Linked DNA regions of Mus musculus: regions 2, 3 and 4 are each linked to region 1. A link is a contact called in public HiChIP or PLAC-seq and promoter capture Hi-C data. All regions are on one chromosome and are shown on one strand. Each heading gives the region's core, a stretch centred on a gene start, on an enhancer-like site or on the middle of the called end of the contact. The rest is flanking DNA. Distances are from core to core; before and after follow the strand shown. Region 1 holds the start of Klf6 (Kruppel-like factor 6). Region 2 holds the start of Tasor2 (transcription activation suppressor family member 2). Region 3 holds the start of Gdi2 (guanosine diphosphate (GDP) dissociation inhibitor 2). Region 4 holds the start of Asb13 (ankyrin repeat and SOCS box-containing 13).

Region 1 (3,309 bases), core at 634-3,133:
GGCTACCAGCAAAAGGGCTAAAGCTTACTAAACAATGTGCCTTCTATCACAGTATACACATCCTAAGTCCCGGCCTCACACAGCAAGCACAAGCAAGCTAAGGAAGAGGGGGTGCCTGTTTTCCATTTCCCCCCAAAATTCGATGTCTGTTACAGTGTGTACAGTATTAGGAATCGAAGCGGCGATACCTATTATTGATGTTCCAAAGAAATGGCGAAGACATTTATGAAGATCTTGTTAAACTTTAATCAACTGGCTAATTTAAAATCGCCAGTATGCTGATGAGCAGTGGGGACCTGATCGAAGCTCTCTGGGAGTTTAAAAGGCTCTGAAGGGGACCAGGAGCCAAGTCTGGCTAGTTGCCCAAATCCCAAATGCCTAAAGGAAACTACTAAGATCAATTTCAATCACGTCCCAGGGAGCAGCTTCTTTGAGGAGGAAAAATGGAGAGGGGGAGAGAAAGGCAGAGAGGATTGTGAACAATTAAGCCGGCATGGGGAGGTTTCAGCCAACACTTCGCTTTTCCTGGGTTTTAAAGCCTGGGAGGTTGTGAAACCGACGGAATTTATTTGATCTGCTAATTCACTTGGAGGAAAAAAAATACCCAGAAGGGTAGAGAGACGGCCACAGAATCATCGTTTTTAAAGACAATGGTGAAAGTGTTTGAGAATATTTTTGCCACTCACAGAATCCTATGACTTAGAAGGGGTAGGGGGTGTTTCTTTTATTCCGGTTGCCCCAAATTCTAGTTCCACTAAAATGCCGGAATTAGAGATTTTTCTTGCCCAAAGTAAGACCCGAAGCAACTAGGAATGGACTCATTGTCATATGACTGACAAGTCACTTGTGTGCAAACAGCACCCCCACACACACACACCCGCCGCGCAGTCAACAAGAAAAGCAGGTAAGAAAAACAAGGCAGGCATACGTGAATGATAAGAAATTATCCAGACGGAAAAGAAACTGCAAATGGCCTTGAATTCAAAAAGAACTACTGCGTTCCGCAAGCAAAATGTTAAGACTTTTAAATTTGGGACATACAAATATCAAAACAAAACCAAAATCCTTAAATCAAATCTTTTGGTAGTCAAGGCAAGCTCGTTCGTATGACAGGGTCCAGCTGTGGAGTTTGGAGCTGGTACAAACCCCAAACTTGTGCCAAGGGCTCAGGTCTGGATCGGTCAGAATAATTTGGGGTCCCCCCCCCCAGGTGTATGCTGCTCGTAAGCTCGGAATTAGCAAAACACGAAAAAAAAATGAAGAAATAAAAACGTAGTGGGAAGGAGAGCTCGCCTTCACACAAATGACAACTCTACTCCTCGCTCCCGAAGGCTCGCTCTACAGTGCCTTCATCATTCCAGGCAGCAGAAGGACATCTTAAGATCATTACTTTATATTTTTAATTAGGCAAATGCTAATCATCATTAAAAAGATGCACTTCCAAGCACACACCATCTTGCCTGCTCCTCCGCGCGACTCCCTCCTCGGCGTACCGGGCAGGTGAAAAAAAAAAAAAAATCCGTATTTACCTGTTGCCAATATTCCTCCAGGGACGGCAGAGCCGAGAAGTAGCCCGTTTCGTGCACAATCTGTAGTTCCTGGAAGATGCTACACATTGGGAGCACATCCATGTCGGGTTGGAAAAGACAGTCCTCGCTGTCGGGAAAACAGGGAGGTGAACGATCAGGAGTCCGAGCAGAAACTGTTCCCGGGAGCGCAGGTGAAAGTTTCATGCAAACTGGATGGCGCTGCAATCGGACGCCGGGTCCGGACCCTCCCGCAGCCCGCAGCGCGCCGAGCCCACGCAATATTTGCAAACAGCGGACTGACTGCAAGCGTAACCCCTGCAAAACTTCCCTATTCAAAGCTCCGCTGCCAGCCTCCCCCCTCCTCCCCCGCTTGGCTCCCCCCTTCTCCCCCCACGTGACCAGCTTGGAGCTCCGCCCCCCACGGTACCCAATCCTGCCGCTCCTGTACCCGGGGCTGCGCGACGATGATGTCAGCTCGCACCAATCGCCGGTGCGGACACACAGCGGCCCCGCCTGGCGTGACCGAGCCTCTTCATTAAAGGCCTCCTTATTGGTGCAATTCGAACTCGGCCTGCGCTGATTGGAAAGACGTCTCACAGGCTATTTTTAGCAGGGTATATAAGGCGAGGGCTACGGCGCACCGAAGGAGTCGGCGCTGGGAGGTGTACAGCCCAACGTTGCAGAAGTGCGGCCGGAGCGGCCGGAGCTGGGGGAGCCTAGCCGGGCAACCGGGCACCTGTCCCCGCCGCCCGGCTGCCCGGTTGCACCTTCTGATCCGGTCACACGGACCGGCACCCCCCAAAAAGACCAAAGATAGCAGACATATTCCCGATCCCCCTCATTTCCTCCCGCTGGGTTCCCGTGTTCCCGGATCCTTCCCTGACCCTCCATTCTCCTTGGTCCCTTGATTTCTCTCTTTGTTCGGAGTCCCCTCCATACTCAGAGATGCAGAGGTGCCCCGGGGTGGGCGCAAACGTGCCCGCAGGTTTCCCTGTGGCGATGGGACAATAAGACCGAACAGCAGGGGGACTTGGTACTCCAGAGTCACTGTGTGGTAGTTTCTGTCTAGGACGGAGGATGACAGGAGCCTGAGACCAAAATACCCCCACTTCTTACGCAGGCAGAGAGGGGGAAACGGTAGAGCATCTCAAAAGCCCCCTACCTGACCAGTGTGTCAAAAACACTCAGTTCTCAGGAATGAATTTTACCCACTCAAAAGTTGAAAATGCAGCTTTTAAGATCGCATCCGTGACCTGGCGCCATGGCCACACTGTACTTGGAGACCTGGACATTCACAGCTTAAAACTCCCCTTTTTCTTGTTGCACAGTTTTAATTCAAAGAAGATGCAGATTTTGCTGCTAATGGGGTTTAAATCTGTTTATCTCGTAGAAGGCAGTCTCGGAGATGTCTCACCAAGGTTAACAGGCTTTCCCATGGATGTGTAAACAATTCAAATTAGGTTGAAGATGACAATTTTTTTCATACAAATTATCTACCAAAGCACACCATGATATCTAAAAAAAAAAAAAAAAAAAACGAGCGACTAAAATTTTTGAATAAAAATCCAATTATAACAACTTCGAATATAATTTTTAATGAATAGTATCCTTTTAAAAGTTGTCAAGTACGTAAAATAAGCTGAGGGGAGTTTTTCTGTTTAATTTACGAAGTCTAGAAGAGAAGCATGTGCCAGAACCATAGGCTTGTCAGGTTTGTAGGCCTATGTATGGGGGCGAAGATGGGAAAAGTTATCTCACGTGCCTATTGTATGGAAGAGAT
Region 2 (3,345 bases), core at 493-2,992, 2.3 Mb after region 1:
GTTCTTACTGAAATCTTGAACACATTTTCACAGATGGGGTGCTTTCCACTTGTTTTCCATTCTGCTCATAAAGCTCCACCTCCAAGGTTCACTTTCATCTTTGGATTTTGACTTTTTAAACATCCCATTTTTTTGTTAAATCTTTGGTGTTTTCCTTCTGTTTTGTGTTTTTCCTTTTGTCTTCCACCTCCAACTTCATTTACTAGCATTTCATTCATTTTCGCACCATGTTATTACCTGAAATAACTGTGGTAGCTTATAATTTAATTCACCTTTACAATGAACTCAGATATGAGTAGCGTCTGTCTTTACCTTGCTGGTGACCATAATTTTTAGTTAATTATTATTTTTTTTAATTTATTTTCTTATTAGGTATTTTCCTTGTTTACATTTTCAATGATATCCCAAAAGTCCCCCATACCCACCCCTATTATTATTTTTTAAAAGATTTATTTATTATATGTAAGTACACTGTAGCTATCTTCAGACACCCCAAAAGAGGGCATCAGATCTCATTACAGATGGTTGTCATCATGTGGTTGCTGGGATTTGAACTTATGACCTTCGGAAGAGCAGTCGTGCTCTTAACCACTGAGCCATCTCTCTAGCCCTTATTATTATTATTATTATTATATGTTTTAAGTACACTGTAGCTGTCTTCAGATGCACCAGAAGAGGACATCAGATCTCATTACAGATGGTTGTGAGCCACCATGTGGTTGCTGGGTTTGAACTCAGGACCTTCAGAAGAACAGTCGGTGCTTTTAACTGCTGAGCCATCTCTCCAATCCCAGTTTTTAATATGGAACTAGCCACAAGTATACTCGCCCACTGAATGACTAAATCTCATCGTAACAAAATTTCAACCGTGGCACAAGGTCCTTGGTACTGCTTAATTTCTCTCAGCGGTTCTTATCTATAGAAAGGATAGACTTGAATTGTTACTTATAGTCACCTCAACACTCATATAAATAATAAATTTCAAGTTCGTCTGGAGAACTCCCACAATGAACTTAAGTTTTGTATGGATTTAACATTCCGCAAAATCAAACAGCAGTGAGATGTGGCACTTGGGTTAGATCAACCAGCATCACCAGAGTCACTGAAGATGACCTTCAGTTTATAGCTAGTTAACTGTCTTTACTCCTGCCAGCTAGGACTATACTCAGGTTTTCGGACGAAGTGTAGCCCTGAGCATTTACACCTTCCTTACACCAAGGGGCTTTTAAAGGCAAAACTACATCCTGGATCGCACTCAGGAGCTGCAGGAGGAGGTGTAGACCAGCAAGCAGTTTGACAGAAAGTAAGTTAGCTGTGACATCTTCGCTTCCAGTCAAGAACATCTGGGTAATTTTTCATCAAGAAAATCATTTTTAGTTAAACCTAAAATGGCCTCAGCAAGGAGACAAGATGGAAGCGTCTCTGTACTATCTTGCCCTGTCCCATTACAGCACCTGGTACAGAAAAAGCCAGAAAAGCGGCCATGAGTAACCCACAATACACTAGAAGAGGTTCCGACTGAGGAGCCTCATTTCCTGTGCACGCCTTCTAGATCCCGCCGCCTACATCTCGCGAGAAGCCAAGGAAGGCTGGGTCGTCCAATCCGGAGCTAGCTTTGCCCTCCCCCCCCTGCGCCTGCGCCTACTGGAAAAGCAGGAGCAACGTGGATGCTGGCGGCGGTCGCGCCTGCGCGTCGCTGTGCTCCTTGTGATTGGCCTTGGCGAGGCGAGCACGGCGCTTTAGTTTTCACTTTCTGTCTTCGGAGCCTGCTCTCTTTCTCCGTGCGCACGAGGTTTCACTTCCGGTCGCTGGTTCCCCGGGGGCTGGAGAGCGGACGCCTTCCCCGCGCCTGGCTTGTTTCGGAAGCGGCTTCTCGCTTGTGAGGCTGAGTGAGGGGACCGGGGCTAGCGCGCGCCCGGGACACCCGGGCTCGTGAGGCGAGGTCGGGAGACGCGGCGGAGCGAGGGGTCAGGAGGAGAAAGGGACGGGCTGGAAAAGCATGAGGAGGACACCGAGTGGTGAGCTCGTCTCTTCAGGGAAGGCGGCCGCGCCGGCGACAGGTAACGCTCCTTCCCTCAGGTGTTGGGGCGTCCGGGGCGAGGACCCCCGTGGGGAAGCAAGAGCGTGGCTGGCTCGCGGGGCGCGTACTGGTGGGCGGGCAGGGCGGCGCGGGGGGCCACTGGGCAGACGCCTCGGTCGCCCGGGATGCGGGACCCTCCCAACCCCCGCTCCTCCGCTCAGCTCCGCCTTGCAGAAGCTAAGGTTAGACGGGGTTTCCACCGAGCCCGTGGCGGTCGTCCGGATGGGTGTCTGCGTTCCGAGGCGGAAAGCCCGGCGCGGTTTGTTTTGTGACACCGGTCACAGAGCAGCTCCATCCCCCCAAGGGATGGATGGGATCCTTCTGCACTGAAGTTTTCCCTTGCCTGGGGTTGGCCTAGCTCATCCCCCTGAGGGGTTTTGGGGAAACCCTCAGGTCGGAGTTCGGGGTTCTGTAGAATCTATGGCAACGCACGGCATGGTTTAACTTCTTTATTACGTATAAGTGGGCCTGCCCATATGGAAGACAGCAGCCGACGGCTGCAGCAGCGGTGAAGGGATCTGCCAGTACGCTGGCCCCGAGGTTGGTTAGAGGGGAGCACCAACCGGCACTTGGTAGGAAACCGTGGCTTAACTTTCAAAACTGGAGCTATTTCGGAAGATCTCGAGTCTCCCTTAATCTCCGTTTACCAGTTTGACGCGCCTCTTGTTAAGCTCCTCCCCCCTGTATTCTTTCTGAAGGGAAACTTAGAACTGGGAAGCGAATGAAAGTCTTTCCTAAATCTCTATAATAAACAACCTGAGGACTCAACAGTGTTTCCCCTTAGAAGAGCAAAAGGAAGGCGGGGTGAATATGTCATAGTATAGAATCTGAGATTGTTGGAAATCCTACCGAAGAGGTTTAGGACAAAGCACATATACCTGATAGTGTAAGCGAATACCTCCCGTATTGGGAAATTGTTTGGTAAAGGGTAGCTCCAGTGTTACCAGTGTATATCAATACCTAGCGAGCCCAAGTTAGAAAAAAAAAAAACACGAATATTTGTCAATAATTAGTTTTAAAGAAGATGATGTTTGAGTGTGTTGCCAATTTGTTTCCTACTTTTTTTTTTTTAAATAAGAAAGATAAATGGCATCTCTCTGGTTCAAACATTTAAGTAAATTGAAATTTGAAAACTGCCAGGAAACTTGCCTGATACTACTTGTTACCTGTAGCATATCTGATTAGCACAAATATTATTGGATATGTTTATCCTTTGTGTCTTGTCAGTGGACATTTTTAAGATTTTCTTCTTTACAGAGCTGTGT
Region 3 (3,565 bases), core at 402-2,901, 2.3 Mb after region 1:
CTTAAAGATATTAATTTGATTCTAAGAAATGCCAATGCAAGCTGGGCGGTGGTGGAGGCAGAGACAGGCGAATTTCTGAGTTCGAGGCCAGCCTGGTCTACAAAGTGAGTTCCAGGACAGCCAGGGCTACTTAGAGAAACCCTGTCTCGAGGAAAAAAAAAAAAAAGAAAGAAAGAAATGCCAATGCATTTCAACAAAGTCGAAAGCCGTGGGGCTCTTATTAAATGACTTGGACATTTGATGGATAGACATATGGGATCCATACATCAATGTTCCAGATGAAGTAATTTACCCATAATTTCACATTCAATACCCCCCCCACACACACACACCGCAATTGATATTCAAAATGGTCGGTTCTCTTCCCAACTCCTTTTTGCAAAAGATCAGCCCTTTTGTCACAGTGGGGGGCCGGGGGGAAAGCACAAAGTATAAAAACCTGTCTATATTTTTCCCATATTTAAGCAGATAGATACTGACGAAAACGTACTGGAGCATTAGGGACCGCCTTACATTTACATACCAGTACATTCACACTGCGCATTTATTTTCTAACCTCCCAGAAGTGTAACAAGTACAGAGAACTTAGCCTCCCCCTTCTCAAGAAACTGTGGCGGCACGCAATAAACCAAACAAAAGGGAAGCACGGGCCGGACGTGAAAAGTATTTAACAGACAAGTTTTGAGAAAATTCATTTCCCATTTCAAGCGAGTGGATGAGAGGGCAGTGAAGCAATTAGAAAAAGGGTGTTTGTTTTTTTCCTAAAGAAACTCGTTTCATGATTTTCTCTAGAAACTTAAGTTGGCCAAACTCTAGGACAAATTATCGATCAGCGATCATCCTTCTGTTTGGCTTTCTGCGCCCTGAGACTAGCTGAGTAAGCTGCTGCTGCTGCTGCTGCTGCTGCTACTCGCCACTTACATAGGAAGTGCAGGCGCCAGCAGCGACTCCCTCCCGCTCGGTCCAGGGCTTGCCTGCTTCCAAGCGGGAGAGGTCATTCACCCAAAGGGGAAGTGCAAGGAGCACAAGCTGTTTTCCCGGTCCTCTTCCTTCCTGCAGGAGGACGAGGCTGTCTCTCTCCGGCTGCTGGGCGGTTCTGCCCTCAACTTCCCAATGGGCAGGCTTCCCACGGACACGTCCCGGCTTCCACATCCTGGTTTTCCCTAACACACTACCGACGCCTTCAAATCACTGCATCCCAACAAGCCACGACCTCCCTATCCCAGACTCAACGCGGGCGAGTGGGGACGGCCCCCAAGGGGGCGCAGACACCGGCAGTTCGGGCGCGGGCGAGGCTCGTGCACACCGATGGGACCCGCCCTCGCCCCCGGGCCCGGCGGAGGCCGGCCGGCCGCGTCTCCCCGCAGCCCGCCGCAGCTCACCGTCAGGCCGGTGCCCAGCACGATCACGTCGTATTCCTCATTCATGGCGGGGAAAGGAGCGCACGCGGGGGCTCGGAGGCCGCCGTAGAGAAGGGAGCGAGAAGTCCGGCCGCTCTGGGCCCCGGGGGTCGGGGGGAAAGGGAAAAAGCGAGGAGAGGAAAAACGGAGCTGAGGAGGAGGAGAGGCCGGCCGCCACCTCAACGGGAAGAGAAGAGCAGGGAGGGGAGGGAGGGGAGGCGGGGAGAGCGCGGGGTGAGGAGAGCGAGCTCCGGCGCCGGGGCGGGGCGTGCGAGAGGCCGACGGCGCCGTCAGTCAAGGGGATCCTGCTCTCTCATTGGTGAATTTCCTTAACCCCACCTCTCCCCCCCTCGTTCCCCTCTCGCGAGAGAAGGGCGGACTGCTGCCATCTTGGCTTCCGGTTTTGCGCTTTTTTTTTTTTTTTTTTTTTAAATTTCACCCGTCTTGTGCTCCTGTGGTATGGGCGGCGACATGCGAAGCTGAGGGTCTAGTTGAATAGGAGGAACAAGGCGGAAACTGCAGCTGGGCTACCACGTGCCTGACTCTCGCGCCAAGGTGTGAGATGGAGCACGGTTGTTTAGGCTTCGGGCCACGGAGCCCAAGCTCCGCCCTTGGGACTTTGAGAGGTGTACGTGCATCGCCCTGGCCGAGCGGGGCCAAGTCGTGAGGACGCCAGCCTCTCCGAAGGTTGGCAGCCTCGTTGCCTCTGCAGCTTGGCTCCTGGCCCTGCCCCTGCCCCTGCCCGCGCGGGGCTGGGAAGACCTCAGGATTCTGTGTGCCCTGCTTTAAACTTGTATGGTTCTGTTCGAACAAATAAATGTGTTCTAAACTGGTATCCATGCTTTAGGTAAAATGTGGTCCAGAATGGCTTTCCTATATAATGCTCCGCATTCTAGCTTGTGATGCAAAGCAGGTTATAAATTTAAGAGTTGATAACCCTGGTACCCAAGCAACTGGGCTTCAACTAGTCTCTCAGGCTGAAGGCTGCCAAAATGTGCTTATAAAGGCAAATGCTGAATTGCACTATATTTTGTATGTTTGCTGTGTTTCAGCCTCTACATGCAATTACCACACTAGAGGTGGGGCTTCTGAACCATCTTTGGTGTGCTGCCTGGTTCTGGATCCTGATCCTTGTTAAAACTTTGTTGAATCTAATTAATTTCAGAGTTGTTTTGTTTTGTTTGGACAACAGAATTGTCAGGGTGCAAAGTAGACCTTCCAGTAACCCTCAGGACCATTAAAGCAACATTTGCAGGCCCCTTGGACATCAAGCTCCACTGGCTTTGAACTAGCTGTGCTGTGCCTCGGCCCTTAGCACACACCTTTAATCTTGCTGGAATACAGGCACACCCTAAGTGCACACCTTTGATTCCAAAGGTAAAACTAGTTTATTAGAAGGAAGCACCCATGTTTAACAGTGATGTCTAATTGAGTGGCTTGACTGAATCAGAGAAAGGTTTGCCAGGTTATACCCAGCTCTCAAAAGAGAGAGGGAAGGGAAGCTATTTAAGAGGCAGTACAGAAGAGGAGGAGGAAGCAGTTTTACTGTGACAGTTATAAAGGGACAGGTTGCAGAGAGGACAAATTAGACACAAGTAAAGACAGAATGAGTCAAAGAAGAGGCGAAAAACCAAAACAGATTGCTATAGTTAAAGGTCAAGCAGAGCAATTCGGAAGAAGCAGAGAGGAGCCAGATTGAATCAGTCAGCTTGGAGAGGAGTTTGAACCAGAACAGCTGAGTTGAACCATCCAGCCAGAGTTCAGAAAGAACTAGAAAGGGTGAGTTTATTCAGCAGTAAGTCTCAGAGGCTGAAAACATTCTAGGGCTACATTAGATTGTATGGAGGCTGGAAGCTTCTGCGACTAGGCCTACATTGGCAGAAAGGAGCAGTAAGTCTCCCAGATGACAGTTACACAGGAGAATAAAAGTTGCATTAAGAAGCTGGGTGTGGTGGCGCACGCCTTTAATCCCAACACTTGGGAGGCAGAAGCAGGCAGATTTCTGAGTTTGAGGCCAGCCTGGTCTACAGAGTGAGTTCCAGGACAGCCAAGGCTACACAGAGAAACCCTGTCTTGAAAAAACAAACAAACAAAAAACAAGTTACATTAACATACTATATACATACCATATGTAATCTCAGCCAGCTTTTTTTGTCTTTCCTTTA
Region 4 (3,289 bases), core at 581-3,080, 2.2 Mb after region 1:
CTGGAACAGTGGTACTGTTTTGGATCCAGCACCTTCAGTTTAAGCCAGAAATACAAATACCAGCAGGGCACATTTTTGGGGACACATATTAAATTTTTTAAATTACAGTGTCAAAAATAGCCAAGAACCCTAACACCCGCTAATCAAGAATATGATTTTCATTGGGCAGTGATGGCGCATGCCTTTAATCCCAGCACTCGGGAGGCAGAGGCAGGCGAATTTATGAGTTCGAGGCCAGCCTGGTCTACAGAGTGAGTTCCAGGACAGCCAGGGCTACACAGAGAAACCCCGTCTAGGAAAAAAAAAAAAAAGATTTCTCCACAAGCTATGCAGAAAATATACTTGGGAGTGGTGTTTTTAAAAAATATTTAGAGAAAATATTGTGACATATAGCCTAGGTTGGCCTAGAACTCACAGCCCCACTGTCTCTACTTTCTGAGGGTTAGGATTACAGGTAAGAGCCCTCATGCCAGGCTCTGATGCCAGACTAACCCCTATCTGAACAAAAAAATGTATGCTTAGTAGGCTTCTGTGGTTAGCCATCCACTGCCTAGTCACACGAATCAAATAGTGACCACGCTATCAGGGTCAAAGTCTTGTGCCAGCCAAGGGTGCCAAGAAAAACAGGTGCTTATTAAAGAGGCTTTGATTGTTCTGAAGGAGTTTGTTTTGAAGAAATCAATTAAAAGATCTATCTACCTTGTTATGATTGTAATTACAATCATAATAAATTGCAGCTAAATTAACTCGATTTTCTTTACATTACTTTTTTTTTTTGGTTTTTGAGACAGAGTTTCTCTGGGTAGCCCTGGCTGTCCTGGAACACACTTTGTAGACCAGGCTGTCCTCGAACTCAGAAATCCTCCTGCCTCTGCCTCCCATGTGCTGGGATTAAAGGCGTGCGCCATCATGCCCGGCTTACATTACTTTTTTTTTAACTCACATAAAGGAACATTTTGGCTTTCTTTCTTCTATTTATTTTCAAGCTATTGAAGCACAATGTCATTGTCCTTTCTATTTACCATATTATTATTTTGTAAACAAGAAAAAAAATGTACTTCTCCAAAGAATGCTCCTTTGCCTTCAAATTCATTTTATGGATTAAAACAGCCCAAAGGTACAGAGGACACTTCTTCAGCACCAGGTATGTCCCAGTGTTGGGCCATGACCTCATTCTGGAGCAGACTCCCTGGTTGCAGCTGCTGCAACCTACAGGGTATGTGTAGGATGCTTTAAGCCCCGCAAGCAATTCACTGCACCAAACGTGGTGCAGTGACCGCAGTAGGCTCCGGATGAGGCTGCCAACCAGTGTACACTTTCCAGACTCTGCGGGTGAATTGGGCAACGACCCCGCATGCTCCCCAAAGTGTGCGGTGCTCTGGTAGACTGGCGGTTCTGAATCCCATACCTGGTGCATCACAGAGAAGACCAGCTGCACAGTGCACCGGCTAGAAACAGGGCGACAGACATTAAACGTCGGTCTGAGATGACCAGGATCGTCCGGGCCCTACTCGAATCACTACACCCCACCCCAACGCCTCTGACCACCAACTTGGAACGGCGCGCGATGCCCATCTCTGGGACAAAGGCCACCCATGAGCTTGCTCTGTCCCCAAGTGCTGATCTCCTGGTCCTGACTCCAGCCCCGGTGTGGTGTCCTTGGCGGTTGCGGCGCGAAACACGTACCCACATCTCCCAGGAAGCAGCCGTCCCCGGCGCGCGGCTCCATGCTGCTCGCCCGCTGGGCTCCCCTGTCTACCGGCCTTGTGACTCAGAGCTCTGGGACCTGAGCCGGGACCTAAACCGAGACCTACCCCGGAGCGCAGGCCGCTGGGCGGGGCCTGATTGCTACCATGGCCACCGCTGGGAGTTGTAGTTTCTGTATCCGCCGCGTGCCACCTGAGCGTCCCCACTCCGCTGTCACTGCTGAAGGGTGACATGCAAATCAGAAGAGTGCAAAATATGTGTCCGTGTTGACACCAGTGAATATACGTCCATTAACAACTCCTGTGTTTGGCAGAAAAGCTTAAATCCCGGTGTCCTAGCTAAAAGATACGTTCGTATGCAAAATGTTTAGCTCCTCAAACGCGTGCCCATGTGCAAAAAGTGTTTAGCTGCCAAAACTGGCCTTCTGTGGTTTACACTGATCCCGCTGAGCAAAGTATTCAGTCTCTTCATGCCTGAAACTTTGAAGAAAACGTTTTCACTGAAGATGGTGATCAAAATGCCTAACTTCTTTCTTTCTTTCCTCTCTCTCTCTCTCTCTCTCTCTCTCTCTCTCTCTCTCCCTCCCTTCCTCTCTCCCTCCCTCTCTTTCTTTCTTTCAAAATAAATCTTAACTTTCAAATAGCTGGTATTCATTGAAGAAAACCACGTTTCTTGGTGAATGGTTTTAATCAGGTGTTTCACTAACCAGTTTAGCAGAAGGAGTTGGAGCTCTATGAGCAACCTAGCAGAAAGGAGAAACCAGTCTTCCCAGGGGGTTCCAGGTCAACCAAAAACGTGAGATACTTGGGAGACACTCTCATCTTGACCAGTACAGAGGCTCACGGAGGAAATACAACGTGACTTGAACATGATAACATCAGAATCACTGGAAATAGCACTAGAAGTCATCCTTTGAGGTAAGGATGCTTGGATGGCCGGAAACTTCATCTGCACCTTGGACCACAGGTTTAGGAGACCTTGAATGGTATCTGTTGGGAACCCGAACTTCTGGAATAAACCTTGGAATAAAATTCCAAATCTTTTAGTAAAAGGATCTGTATCTATTTGGCCATTTGTTTATCAAATTTTGGCTCTTGTGGTTTTGTTTTTGTTTGTTTTGTTTTGCAGGGGCATTTGTTTTGGTTTTGCTTTGTTTGATGTATATGTGAGTGTATGTGACTACATGTGTGTTTGCAGGTCAGAGGATACAGTCCGTGTTAGTCCTTGAGGACCTTCTGATTTGTTTGAGACGGGGTCTCCTATTCACCGCTGCACCTGGCAGGCCTGTGGGCTCTCAGAGAGCCGTCCACTTCCTCCTCCCATCACGGTGCAAGACTGCTGGAATTATGAATGACAGCTTACATTGCCCAGTTTTTCTTGAGCTCTGAGAATCCAAGCTCTGGTCCTGTCAGATGGCTCAGCAAGCCCACGACCGAGCCATCTCTCAGGTCTTGCACATGCTTCTTTGCAAGTTTTCTACGTTTTTAGGCAGATAAAAATAGGCTTCATTTTCACACATTTGCAGTGAGATTCTGTGATTCGGTATTCCTTCTTGTCTGTGTGGTAGGTCTGCATGTTTGTA

What was found. Promoter capture Hi-C pulls out the DNA fragments that hold promoters and counts their contacts. HiChIP or PLAC-seq counts read pairs in DNA pulled down with a chosen protein or histone mark.
Region 2: a promoter capture Hi-C map of pre-B cells shows a contact between it and region 1, with 6 times the contacts expected there. The contact joins the promoter of Tasor2 here to the promoter of Klf6 in region 1. A contact is called at or near these places in 3 of 39 promoter capture datasets (the C10 cell line, embryonic stem cells and pre-B cells).
Region 3: a contact with region 1 is called in an H3K27ac HiChIP or PLAC-seq map of embryonic stem cells, with 6 times the contacts expected there. The contact joins the promoter of Gdi2 here to the promoter of Klf6 in region 1. A contact is called at or near these places in 1 of 39 promoter capture datasets (pre-B cells), 3 of 484 Hi-C or Micro-C datasets (B cells, CD4 T cells and rod photoreceptor), 5 of 115 datasets of contacts at active chromatin or transcription factors (astrocytes, embryonic stem cells, large pre-B cells and 1 more) and 1 of 9 other capture datasets (adipose tissue).
Region 4: a promoter capture Hi-C map of pre-B cells shows a contact between it and region 1, with 6 times the contacts expected there. The contact joins the promoter of Asb13 here to the promoter of Klf6 in region 1. A contact is called at or near these places in 2 of 39 promoter capture datasets (liver and pre-B cells), 1 of 484 Hi-C or Micro-C datasets (CD8 T cells) and 2 of 115 datasets of contacts at active chromatin or transcription factors (large pre-B cells and thymic regulatory T cells).

What each region holds. Positions count from the first base shown.
Region 1 is chr13:5,860,063-5,863,371 of GRCm38.p6, reverse strand. Klf6 (Kruppel-like factor 6) reads right to left here and starts at 1,883. Exons shown (of 4, transcript NM_011803.2): 1 at 1,530-1,883. The coding sequence starts at 1,733.
Region 2 is chr13:3,609,505-3,612,849 of GRCm38.p6, reverse strand. It overlaps Tasor2 (transcription activation suppressor family member 2), which reads left to right and starts at 1,742. Exons shown (of 20, transcript NM_134063.3): 1 at 1,742-2,060. It also overlaps the pseudogene Gm20277.
Region 3 is chr13:3,536,161-3,539,725 of GRCm38.p6, reverse strand. It overlaps Gdi2 (guanosine diphosphate (GDP) dissociation inhibitor 2), which reads right to left and starts at 1,651. Exons shown (of 11, transcript NM_008112.4): 1 at 1,383-1,651. The coding sequence starts at 1,427.
Region 4 is chr13:3,632,573-3,635,861 of GRCm38.p6, reverse strand. It overlaps Asb13 (ankyrin repeat and SOCS box-containing 13), which reads right to left and starts at 1,830. Exons shown (of 6, transcript NM_178283.4): 1 at 1,687-1,830. The coding sequence starts at 1,729.